2 separate regions of the Drosophila melanogaster genome follow, and region 1 is linked to region 2. Evidence: chromatin contacts called from public Hi-C data. All regions are on one chromosome and are shown on one strand. The core of a region is the stretch at or near the end of the contact, and the rest is flanking DNA. Distances in the headings are between cores, read along the strand shown. Region 1 holds the start of CG17698. Region 2 holds the start of alpha-Cat (alpha Catenin).

Region 1 (5,337 bases), core at 876-3,375, 400 kb before region 2:
TCGAAACACAAAATCCTTCAAACAACTCCGTAAATAGTAAACTATAACTAAAGACCTTCTTAGGCGGATTGATTATAACAATCAAGATTATACATAATCAAGCACTGGTCTTTTATAAAAGTATATTGAAATATACATTTAATCATGTAACATTTCACTGACACTTTTTAAAGTAAGTGTGGGCTAGAATGGACGTAGCAATATTTGCAAACAAATATGTGCGTTTATGACTCTGATAACTGCATGCTTAATCTCAACTCTAGCTTTTAAAGTTTCTTAGATCAAGGCGTTTATACGGACAGACGGACATTGAGTCGGCGAACTCGACTCTAGAATTATCTCTTGTTTTCGTTTCGTTATAATAAAATACAGATGCGGCACATAATAGACACATACGGTTAAATTAATTTTTATTAATTGTGTAACTTTATTATTTGTCTTGCAAATTTATAGCGGTATGCAAAACATTTTTTTGACACGCGCATTTTAAATTCCACAATCCGCCCTAAAGACCATCATCCACGCAATTGAATTTTTGTATATTAATTTTTTTTTTTTTTTGCTTTTTTCTATTTTTTTCTATTGATATGCCAAAAAGAATGTTGAACCTTCTCGTTCGCACTCCCACTAACTGACTAATGGGCATCTGATAACCGACTATCTAAGTCGGCAAAAAATCAAAAGAAACTTTACATTTGTGATGCGACACAGAACATGATAACAATAAAATTAGTAAAAAGGTATGAGCCAAAGGAAAATAAATGAAATTTTTTTTACTTTACGGTTAATTGGACGTGTGGTCCCATATTTACACTAAACTAAAAGATACTCCCAATTCCATAGGACATGACGAGTAACTAAAAATGATCATTCCTTATTGAACTACAGTTCTTATTTATGTACCAAAATATTTAGGAGATCTTATCAATGTTGTCTCATTTGTCATCATATGCACATCATCTTATATACGCAAAAGTCTATTAGCATAGGCTCCCGTTATTCGTAGAGTAAAACTATACTAGAAGGAATCTTTTCCCACGATATAAAGTATATATATTCTTGATCAGGATCAATAGCGGAATCGACCTTGCCATGTCCATCTGAACGTATGAACTTCGAGATCTCAGGAACTATAAAAGCTAGAATGATGAACTATGTTTCTAACGCCCTAAAACTGTCCAAAACTGCCACACCCACATTTTTCAAACATTAAAATCTTGTATGTTTCTATCGCTTTGTTCAAAAGCATTTTATTCAACAATATCTTTTGCTATCGCAGAAAAATTTTTAAATTTCGCGTTCGCAATCACACTAGCTGAGTAACGGGAATCTGATAATTCAAAATTCGGCCTGTTTGTGGGCATATGTCAATCTGAAACAAACGGCTGGATCTAATTCATATGACTCTAAATCCCAATCTTTACTTTCTGTAGGTTTCACAGTCTTGAAATCTGATCGTCCATGCGAACCAAAAACTGACAGACGGACATGGTCATATGTACATACACTAGAACTATTTCTTTAAGAGCTATGGCACTGGTTAAATATCCCAGGAAAAGTGAATCTGCCGTGTATGCACTTTGAAATGTTCGTTTGAATTTATTAAATTTTCAGATTTTACTTAATAATGTCCACATGTGCACTTTATAGACATATGTATGTATGTATATATGTGTGCATGTGCAAACGTTTGTGCAGTAACTATGTATGTATGTGTGTACTATGTGTAACTATGTACATATAATTTATACAATATACTTTAAATGACATTTTATATTAAATGAATTTTACTGAGTAATTTTTGTGCTTTTTCTATTTATGCACATATGTACGTACAAACATATGTATGTAAAACTCCTACAAATAATTTTAGTAGACTACAACAATTCTTGTTACACACCGATTGTATTTATAAACCAGTTACGTCATTATTGCGCCAATATACAGATGGCATCTGCATTTCGGTTACATCTCCCTTTAATTCGTTCTTCATTTAACTTCATAATCACAACTACACCAATAGAGAACATTATATAAAAATTACTAACTGGAGGAAAAACATCTAAGCTTTAAATAAAAGACGAATTAAAAGTTTCCCATTGCAGCTTTAAAAGCTCTTAGTCGTATCGATAACTAAGTCGATAGCTGGAATAATAATATTCCTAATATATTATATATTATATTATTATATTATATAACCACCATGTATATATGTATATATGTATATATGTATATATGTATATATGTATATATGTATATATGTATATATGTATATATGTATATATGTATATATGTATATATGTATATATGTATATATGTATATATGTATATATGTATATATGTATATATGTATATATGTATATATGTATATATGTATATATGTATATATGTATATATGTATATATGTATATATGTATATATGTATATATGTATATATGTATATATGTATATATGTATATATGTATATATGTATATATGTATATATGTATATATGTATATATGTATATATGTATATATGTATATATGTATATATGTATATATGTATATATGTATATATGTATATATGTATATATGTATATATGTATATATGTATATATGTATATATGTATATATGTATATATGTATATATGTATATATGTATATATGTATATATGTATATATGTATATATGTATATATGTATATATGTATATATGTATATATGTATATATGTATATATGTATATATGTATATATGTATATATGTATATATGTATATATGTATATATGTATATATGTATATATGTATATATGTATATATGTATATATGTATATATGTATATATGTATATATGTATATATGTATATATGTATATATGTATATATGTATATATGTATATATGTATATATATATGTATATATGTATATATGTATATATGTATATATGTATATATGTATATATGTATATATGTATATATGTATATATGTATATATGTATATATGTATATATGTATATATGTATATATGTATATATGTATATATGTATATATGTATATATGTATATATGTATATATGTATATATGTATATATGTATATATGTATATATGTATATATGTATATATGTACCAGCGGTGTCATTTGAAGTAGATAAGGGCTTTTTTCTCTCAAAATTGTGTTCTTGAACTCCTATTTAATAGAGGCAGGTACAACAATGTCATTCACATTAGTTAAGTTTGCGCTAGGGCAGATGAAATAGTAAAGTTTTTCATAAACGCCCTAATATTCTGCTAGGTTAAACTTTACTCCGGCCCGTGTCCAAGCCTATAAGAGCGTCGAACGAGTTGAGTGATTTCAATAGACAAAATTGAGAGGTGTGCTTGAAAACCTTCATTAAGCACTTTTGTTTAATATGGAGCCATGTATTGAACTTACCGAGAGCGGGCGACAGGCATTACATTTTTTAGCTCCTTTACGGGCTTAATGTAATTTTTTTACCGCGTCGGAGTCGATTAGCATTCTTAAAGTTCTCCCACGCAACCGTCGTTCAATGAACGGCAACCGGGAGAGTCCCCAAAAAAATTTAGTGAGTCGTCGCTAGGAGCGTACTCAGCGATCTCTTCGACTGAAGCCCTTGCTGCCTGTTCGTATTTCTGCTTGGGGTCTTAGGGTCTTTAGTCTTGGAGGTTTCTTGGACAACGTAATTAAGACGTTGACGTCTTTGACCTATCGAACGGTCCGAGGAATGTCTTCTCTTAGGAGCATTCGAATAATTTGGGTGGTTCTTATTGTGTTTAGTGCGCTGCCTAAACCTGGAGGACGAGTTGGGGTGCTTGGACCTGGTTGTCATTATTGGTTCTCAAAGTTCTCCTGACAAAATGTGGATTCCTGTCTTGGCCCTGCTCATCCTTGCTGGCTTTACCTTGCCTACAGTGGAAGCTGCTCTTGCCGTTTCCAGATGTTTGCACTCGGTCCTTTACGGCCTTGGCGTAGGAATTTGCAAACATGCTCCTCTCAATGCTTGCTTCCACTTCTCTGGCCAATGTCAGGGCAGATGGCAAGTCTTTGGGTTGAGCCGGGAACACCACCCCTCTGATGTACTTTTTGAATCCCATCGTTTGCAAATGATCGTGAATTTAAACGCGCGTGTTGCCGACTTCAATTCAATCAATTCAATCGGCACATTCTGAAACAAATGAATGAAGTAAAGTGAATGGGTGATACAAATGTCTTGTCTGCGTATGTGTGTGTTAGTTTCAATAAAAGAAAGTTATGGTATGCTGAGTTCGTGTTTTTATATTATTTGTTATTATTACTTAAATGATTATACATTACATTCTTATTTTATAAATATATGTCGGCAATAGCGGAGTCTCATCCATTTCGTTTATTCCCTTTGTAATTTCGTGCGGCAGCGCAGCCAGTTCCGATCAACTCTACCAGTCAAACTTCACTGAAGGGATCTTCTTACATTTCCCTTCTTCATCATATTCTCTAATATCCTATACACGCTGGCGTTCACTACATTCTCATCTTTCTCTAACACACTATTTATGACAACCCGATCGGATCTCACTCAGCTGCAGGGGCTTTCCGTGCCTCTGCCGCAGAGCTCGACAGATTTTTACCGCAATATTACAATTTCATCAGAATGTGAAATCACAGAAGGAATTCCTAGAATGCGAAGAGTCGCGCTCCAACACGGCCTTCCTGACCTTTCACACGTCCTTGTGTGTCTAATCCACCATGCAAGTCTAAGTCACACAACTTCATCAACTTATTCCAATTTATTTAGCAAACTTAAATATCTTTCTCTGTTACATTTATTAAGTTATAGAGCCGCTTACATAAACTTTAATTGACAATTCATCTAATTACAGTCTTATTTACAAAGACATCTCCAATTTATATATCAAAACTTCAAACCATTTACATTTTCCATAACTTTAATTTCTCATATCAACATTGGCGTGTCTGCTCTCACACCCAATCTCTTGACGGCCATCATCTCTTTTTTTTTTTTTTTGTAACGCACACCATTTTATTTTTCCTCTTTTGGGACACAGATGCACGATCACTAGTGCCATCCTTCAACTCTTTTCCCTCTTGGGAGTCACCATTACATTTTGATGTAAATTGTCTGTAAGGTCGCGCTCTTAGCCATTCATGCGAATATTTATATGTTCGCTTGATAACTAACGACTTCAAATTGTGTCGATGACCATCTAGTACATTAATCACTCGATGATACTTCTCACTTAACACATGACATCATACCGAACTACTTTACATCCTTTCGCATGTTTTCCTTGCTTGTACGCTCATTTGTTTTCAACCTGCCCATTTGCTCTGCTGGCATCTGTAG
Region 2 (5,790 bases), core at 1,482-3,981:
GCGATCCCTACATTTCTGGTTAGTCACTGTCGACAAAATAAATGATAAGTTCTCCCGCATTGCGTCCGAATTGCTATAAAATATTAAATGTTAGAACATTTTTGTGATCTTTATTTTTTTTTCATAGTTTTAAATAACTAGATTATTATAAAATTGATAAAATTAAAGGGTTTGATTGGCGTTTAAGTCGCAATCACTACATATTGAAGCATATCCCTCTTCCTTTTTATTTAAGGGTTGAATTATTCCTTAATACGCACTAATGACACCCCATCATTTCTTAATTTCACTTATTTTACCTATTTACCTAAATTACCCATATATATATATATATATACATTTTTTCTGCCATAAAGAATGGTGAGTATGGTGTTTTAATAATTTGTTATTAGCTAGTTGATATACGCAAATATCTCCGTTTAGAGATTGTTAACAGGCGGTGTTTACGGTTATTGGGAATTGTTTTGCGAGACAAATAATAAAAGTGAAAAAAAGTATCACTGTACAAAATAGTCGACTTCCTCGACTATCAGATACCCGTTATTCAGCTAGTTAAAATGCCATAGCGAAATTTCATGATTTGTCTGGGATATCGATAGATATTGGTGAATAAAATTTTTGGGAAATCAATCAAAATTTAAAAAACTAATAAAAATGTGAAAAAATGTGGCAGTTTTTGAAGATTTGTGGGCGTGGCAACATAGGCCAACAAACTTGCGCTGCGGGTATTTCTCTAGAATCTGTATGCTTAATCTCAACCTTCTAGATTGTATAGTTCCTGAGATCTCGACATTCATACAGACGGACGGACAGCGTCAGATCGACTCGGATATTGATCCTGATCGAGAATATATAGGCTTCATATGGTGAAAACTCTGCCTTCTACCTATTACATACTTTTCAATGAATCTAGTATAACATCTTACTCTACGAGTAACGGGTATAACTACAACTACAACATAGTATATATTCGTGAAATATATATGTGTAATGGTTATGGCATGTCGGTTAAATCGCCAAAAAAGTAAAAAATTGCAAAAATACATATATCTATAAGCAAATTTGGTTATTAACAAAACCACGGTCGAGGGCTTTTCTTGGCCCATTAAAATATGAAAATAGAATATGAATATTAAGGAGCAAATCTAACCTTGTATTGCTTTTCTTTGTACTCTTGCCATGGTTCGGGATTTGATGTGCGATTCCAAGTGACATCGGGATTACGAGTAGCAAGTCGAGCCATATAGTAGACGGCTCCAATAGCTCCCGCTCCAACGCACACATAAAGTGGAATTAACTGAACAAATTTTTGTTATGCAATCAACAGATAACTTAATATAATCATAAAACTTACAGCTGGATTTTTTTTAAGACTTTGCAGACCAAGACCTTGCATTTTGTCTACGTTATAATTAAAATGTATTTAATATGTAAGAAAGAAACACATTTATAAAAAATTACCTAACTTTACTCAATCCAATAAAACAGAATGGAACTATATATTAGATATGGACATATTTCGATGCCAACAGCGATGTCATCGATGTTTTCCAAACATCGGCAACTCGATGTTGACTCAAACATAAAAATATATGTATTCATAACAGGCAGATGTCATATTATTTTATATGTGACATGCCAGTATTAAGCGATGCTGGTATAGAATGGGAACTCAAAAATCATGCACATAAATATTTTTTTTTACATCTAAGGAATATATTATTTTATATACGTAATTTTTATGCATGCTTGTCGCACAGGTTTTATGTTAGGCTGTCATAATAATTTCAAGCCGCCGGGAACGATATAATCTTCTGAAGTAGTCATGCATTTTTGTTACATTTTGTTTATATGTCGAAAGGATTTTTTTTCAATAATAACAAGAAAAAATGCTATGTAGACTTTCCCGACTATTAAATATCCGTTACTCAGCTAGAGGCAATATGATCGCGAAATATCATAATTTTTCTGGGACACGGATAGAAATTGGTGAATGCAATGAGAAAATATTTAAAATTGTTCAAAAATGTGGGCGTGGTCGTTTTTTGGTCGGTTTGTATCGTTAGAGTGGGCGTGGCAAAAAGTTTTATGACAAATCAATAGAAATTTACAAAACTAATAAATATATGAAAATATATATCAACACAATTTTCAAAAGTGTGGGCGTGGCAGCGTTAGGCGTTAGGTTAATATCATATGGTTAATCTAAGCTTTATAGCTTATATTGTTCCTGAGATCTCGACGTTCATACGGACGGACAGACGGACACGACCAGATCGTGTCGACTACTGATCCCGATCAATTGTTCCAATGCTTCCATCAGCCTATTAGGAACTTTTAAACGATTCTGGTATACCCTATTACTCTACAAGTAACCGGTATAATAATAAACATAGAAAACAACAATCCTGATATGTGTGGAATATGTTAATTCATTAAATGAAATATTTTTGTTGGTAAAAATTAAAAATATTATTAAACTTTTCTCAATCGTCTTCAATACTTGAATATCACATATTTTTCACGAGAGTTCAATCATCAAAAATCAATTTTAATTATTTTCTTAAAGTCATTACTAAAGAATGACTCACAGGACTCAAAACTACAAAACTATTTAACTTATTCATTATATATTGGTTACGTTACGTAGGTCATGTGGCTCAGTGGGACTATGATATATTTAAAGCCCGCATTCTTTACAGCACTGCAAAGTTACAATCCTGGTACTATTAATAATCAGTGGACTACATATTATCGAAAAAGGCGTCGTCGGTTAAAGAATTTATGTTAAAACCTGATAAAATGGGCACGTTAACCGATTTCGGACAGATAGCTTTGAAATGGGATCCCAAAAATTTGGAAATTCGCACAATGTCAGTTGAAAAAACACTTGAACCCCTTGTATTACAAGTAACTACTCTTGTAAATACCAAGGGCCCAAGCAAAAAGAAAAAAGGTAAAATGTTTATAGCTTATAGTGCCTAGAAAACCTAAATATTAGAACTTTCAATTTTAAAGAAACTTTTTGCGAGTCGTGAATAACTGTGCGTATACTCATTTTAATTTTATTAATTATAAGTATTGTGTACATACGAGAAATGATAGAAAATGTTCTAAAACGGCTGTGTATACTATACATACATATTGTGACATCTTAAATTTTGTAGGATAGAAAGCATTTGAATTCATGTAACAAGCTTAAAACTGAAAAGGAATGTGAAAGCATCTTTTACCTCTTTAAACGCAAAATTGCGAAAATATAAAAAAATAGCCTATTAGTGATTTACATATATTTTGATTGTGTTTCATTTTGTTATATGTATATCTTTCCAATTTCTATCGATATGCAATAAAAATGTTCAAATTTATAGTTCGCTTGGCCACTAGCTGAGTAACAGGTATCTGATAGTCAAGGAAATTTACTATGGGGTTCGCTGTAATATATATTTGTTACTCGTAAAGTAAAATGGGGTACTAGATTCGTTGAAAACTAAGTATGAGGTAGAAGAAAGCGGTTCCAAAAAAAAAATATATATTCTAGATCAGGATCAATAGCCGAGTTGATCTGGCCATGTCCGACTTTCTGTCCGTATGACAAAGCGTTTTCATATGAATTCATATTTTCATTAGTCTTTTAAATTTCTATCGATTTACCTTTTTTTTTTATTAGAGTTTATCATTTATTATTAGTCATACGTCAATAGGAATCGTTCAGTTCCTTCTGAACTTAACCTAATGTGTAGCTTAAGAGATATGGATTCCGTTCCTTAATTAAAGTGTATACAAATGTACCGTGGAGAGAATCGATTTATCAAAAAACGTTTTGCAACGCCCACTCTAACGCCCAAAAATTGGTTTTCACACAAAAATGTTTTGGTATTTTTCATACTATTTTATTGATCTTGTAAATCTATTGATATGCCAAAATACCTATTGTCAGGCCCACAAACCGCCCAAACTTTTTGAAAAATATATTTCTTGTTTAAATATAATTATTTCTTTTTCAATTTTTACCGATTTTCCAAAAAAATTGAAATCTTTCACACTTCTAGTTGAGTAACGGGGTATCTGATAGTCGGGGACTCGGTTATAGCATCCATTCCAGTTTTTGTTTTAAGTCATGTCAATTCTTTTTGCAAAACCATTTTGGTCAGGAGAACTATATACAGAACTATCACAGGATGTAAACAGCTGTCAGGCCCTTAAAATACAATAAATTGTTACTTCATATTATTTAATTACTGTTTTTATACCCGTTACTCGTAGAGTAAAAGGCAGAAGGAAGCGTTCCCGACCATTAAAAGTAAATATTTTTTGGGCTGGCTCCAGCTCTCTTGAATTTTTGTTCAAGAGCCAGATTTCGGAGAGCTCTTCAGCCAGCAACTTCATTTTACGCATACAGTGACAGCCGAAAACTTTTTGTGTGTACACGAATACTCATGCATTGTAAATTTGACAAAATATGCCCTACACTTCAGAAGTTTTTGGAATTTAAATCTATATTATTTTTGGTCAATTGGCATTATTTTAAAAATAATTTTTTCCTATTCGTATTATTTTTATGAAATATATTTTTTTAAATGTATTAAACTGTATGTGTTAAACTACAAAAGTAATAATAACTATTCCATATCGCAACTTTTTTTCATTTATAAGTTTAAATATTGATGAACCTAATATTAATGCTGTAAAAAAAAACTTCTCCCAGTCCCCTGTTGAAAACTCCAAACATGTTAATTCGTTTCTTAGATCAAAATTGATTTCGGCCCGAAAATCGTCTTCTAGCACAAGTACGCACACATATACACTTTCACGTTTAAACGTTACTCACACAAGCAACCAAAGTCTATTATTTTACGCTCTCAATATTATTCGAGAGAAAAGAGCACAATCTTGGCCGTCACCAAACAAGTAGCTGCTTAGTGAAAAACCAATGTATGGCCCTTACGCATCTTGTTATTCTAGTGTCTTTGATCTGACCCTGTCCGCCCTTCTGTCTGTCCGTTCGTATGAACCTCGAGTTCTCAGGAACTATAAAAGGTTGAGATTAAGACATTTACGCAGCTCAAGTTTGTTGACCCATGTTGGCACACCTATTCTACCGCCCAGAGCTGCTACGCCTGACCTTTGGAAAAATGTGAAGTTTTTTCATATTTTTATTAGTCGTGGAAATTTCTATAGACTTGCCAAAACTGTATGGTAAAAGAGTATACCAGATTCGTTAAATTCCGACTATATAAAGTATATATATTCTTGATCAGGATCAATAGCCGAGTCGATCTAGCCATGTCCGTATGAACGTCGACACATTAGCTAGAAGGTAAAGCCGCCCTAAAACCGCCCAAAACTGACACGCCTACATTTTTGAACCATTTTTCTATGTGCCTAAAATTTTTTGCCACGCCCACTCTTACGCCCTAATTTTTTATAATTTTTTTAGTCTTGTAAATTTTTATCGATTGACCAAACACTTTTTTTCGCAAGTGCGAGAGTACAAGATAGATAGAGGGCGAGAGAGAGTAGCTTAGACAACGAAAGATAATCGCCTATCTGAGATGCCGTAGAGCTTAATGTTGTGTCTCCAAAGTTGGCATGTTTACAAATAAGAAATTTAGGCATTGCTGGCTGATGCAAGACCCGAAAATCGATTTTATTAATGTGATCATTTGATCATTACTTAATGCCGTTTTGTTTTCTTATAAAAATCTATTTTCGCTAGCCCCATTGCAAACGATTTTTTTTGACGAAGCGTAAACAATTTCCTTGGCCTTGGAATCAAATAAGTTTAAA

What was found. Hi-C and Micro-C count contacts between places; a contact is called where the count stands out from the background.
Region 1: a Hi-C map of the S2 cell line shows a contact between it and region 2, with 1.5 times the contacts expected there. A contact is called at or near these places in 6 of 107 Hi-C or Micro-C datasets (the Clone 8 cell line, the ML-DmBG3-c2 cell line, the S2 cell line and 1 more) and 1 of 7 datasets of targeted methods (the Kc167 cell line).

The regions. Positions count from the first base shown.
Region 1 is chr3L:23,734,748-23,740,084 of dm6, reverse strand. CG17698 reads right to left here and starts at 2,125. Exons shown (of 7, transcript NM_001275308.1): 1 at 1,901-2,125.
Region 2 is chr3L:23,335,041-23,340,830 of dm6, reverse strand. alpha-Cat (alpha Catenin) reads left to right here and starts at 2,731. Exons shown (of 12, transcript NM_079495.3): 1 at 2,731-2,956. The coding sequence starts at 2,785. ND-MLRQ (NADH dehydrogenase (ubiquinone) MLRQ subunit) reads right to left here and starts at 1,505. Exons shown (of 4, transcript NM_001275306.2): 1 at 1,355-1,505; 2 at 1,151-1,297. The coding sequence starts at 1,396. mir-4942 (mir-4942 stem loop) reads right to left here and starts at 1,603; the gene lies at 1,494-1,603.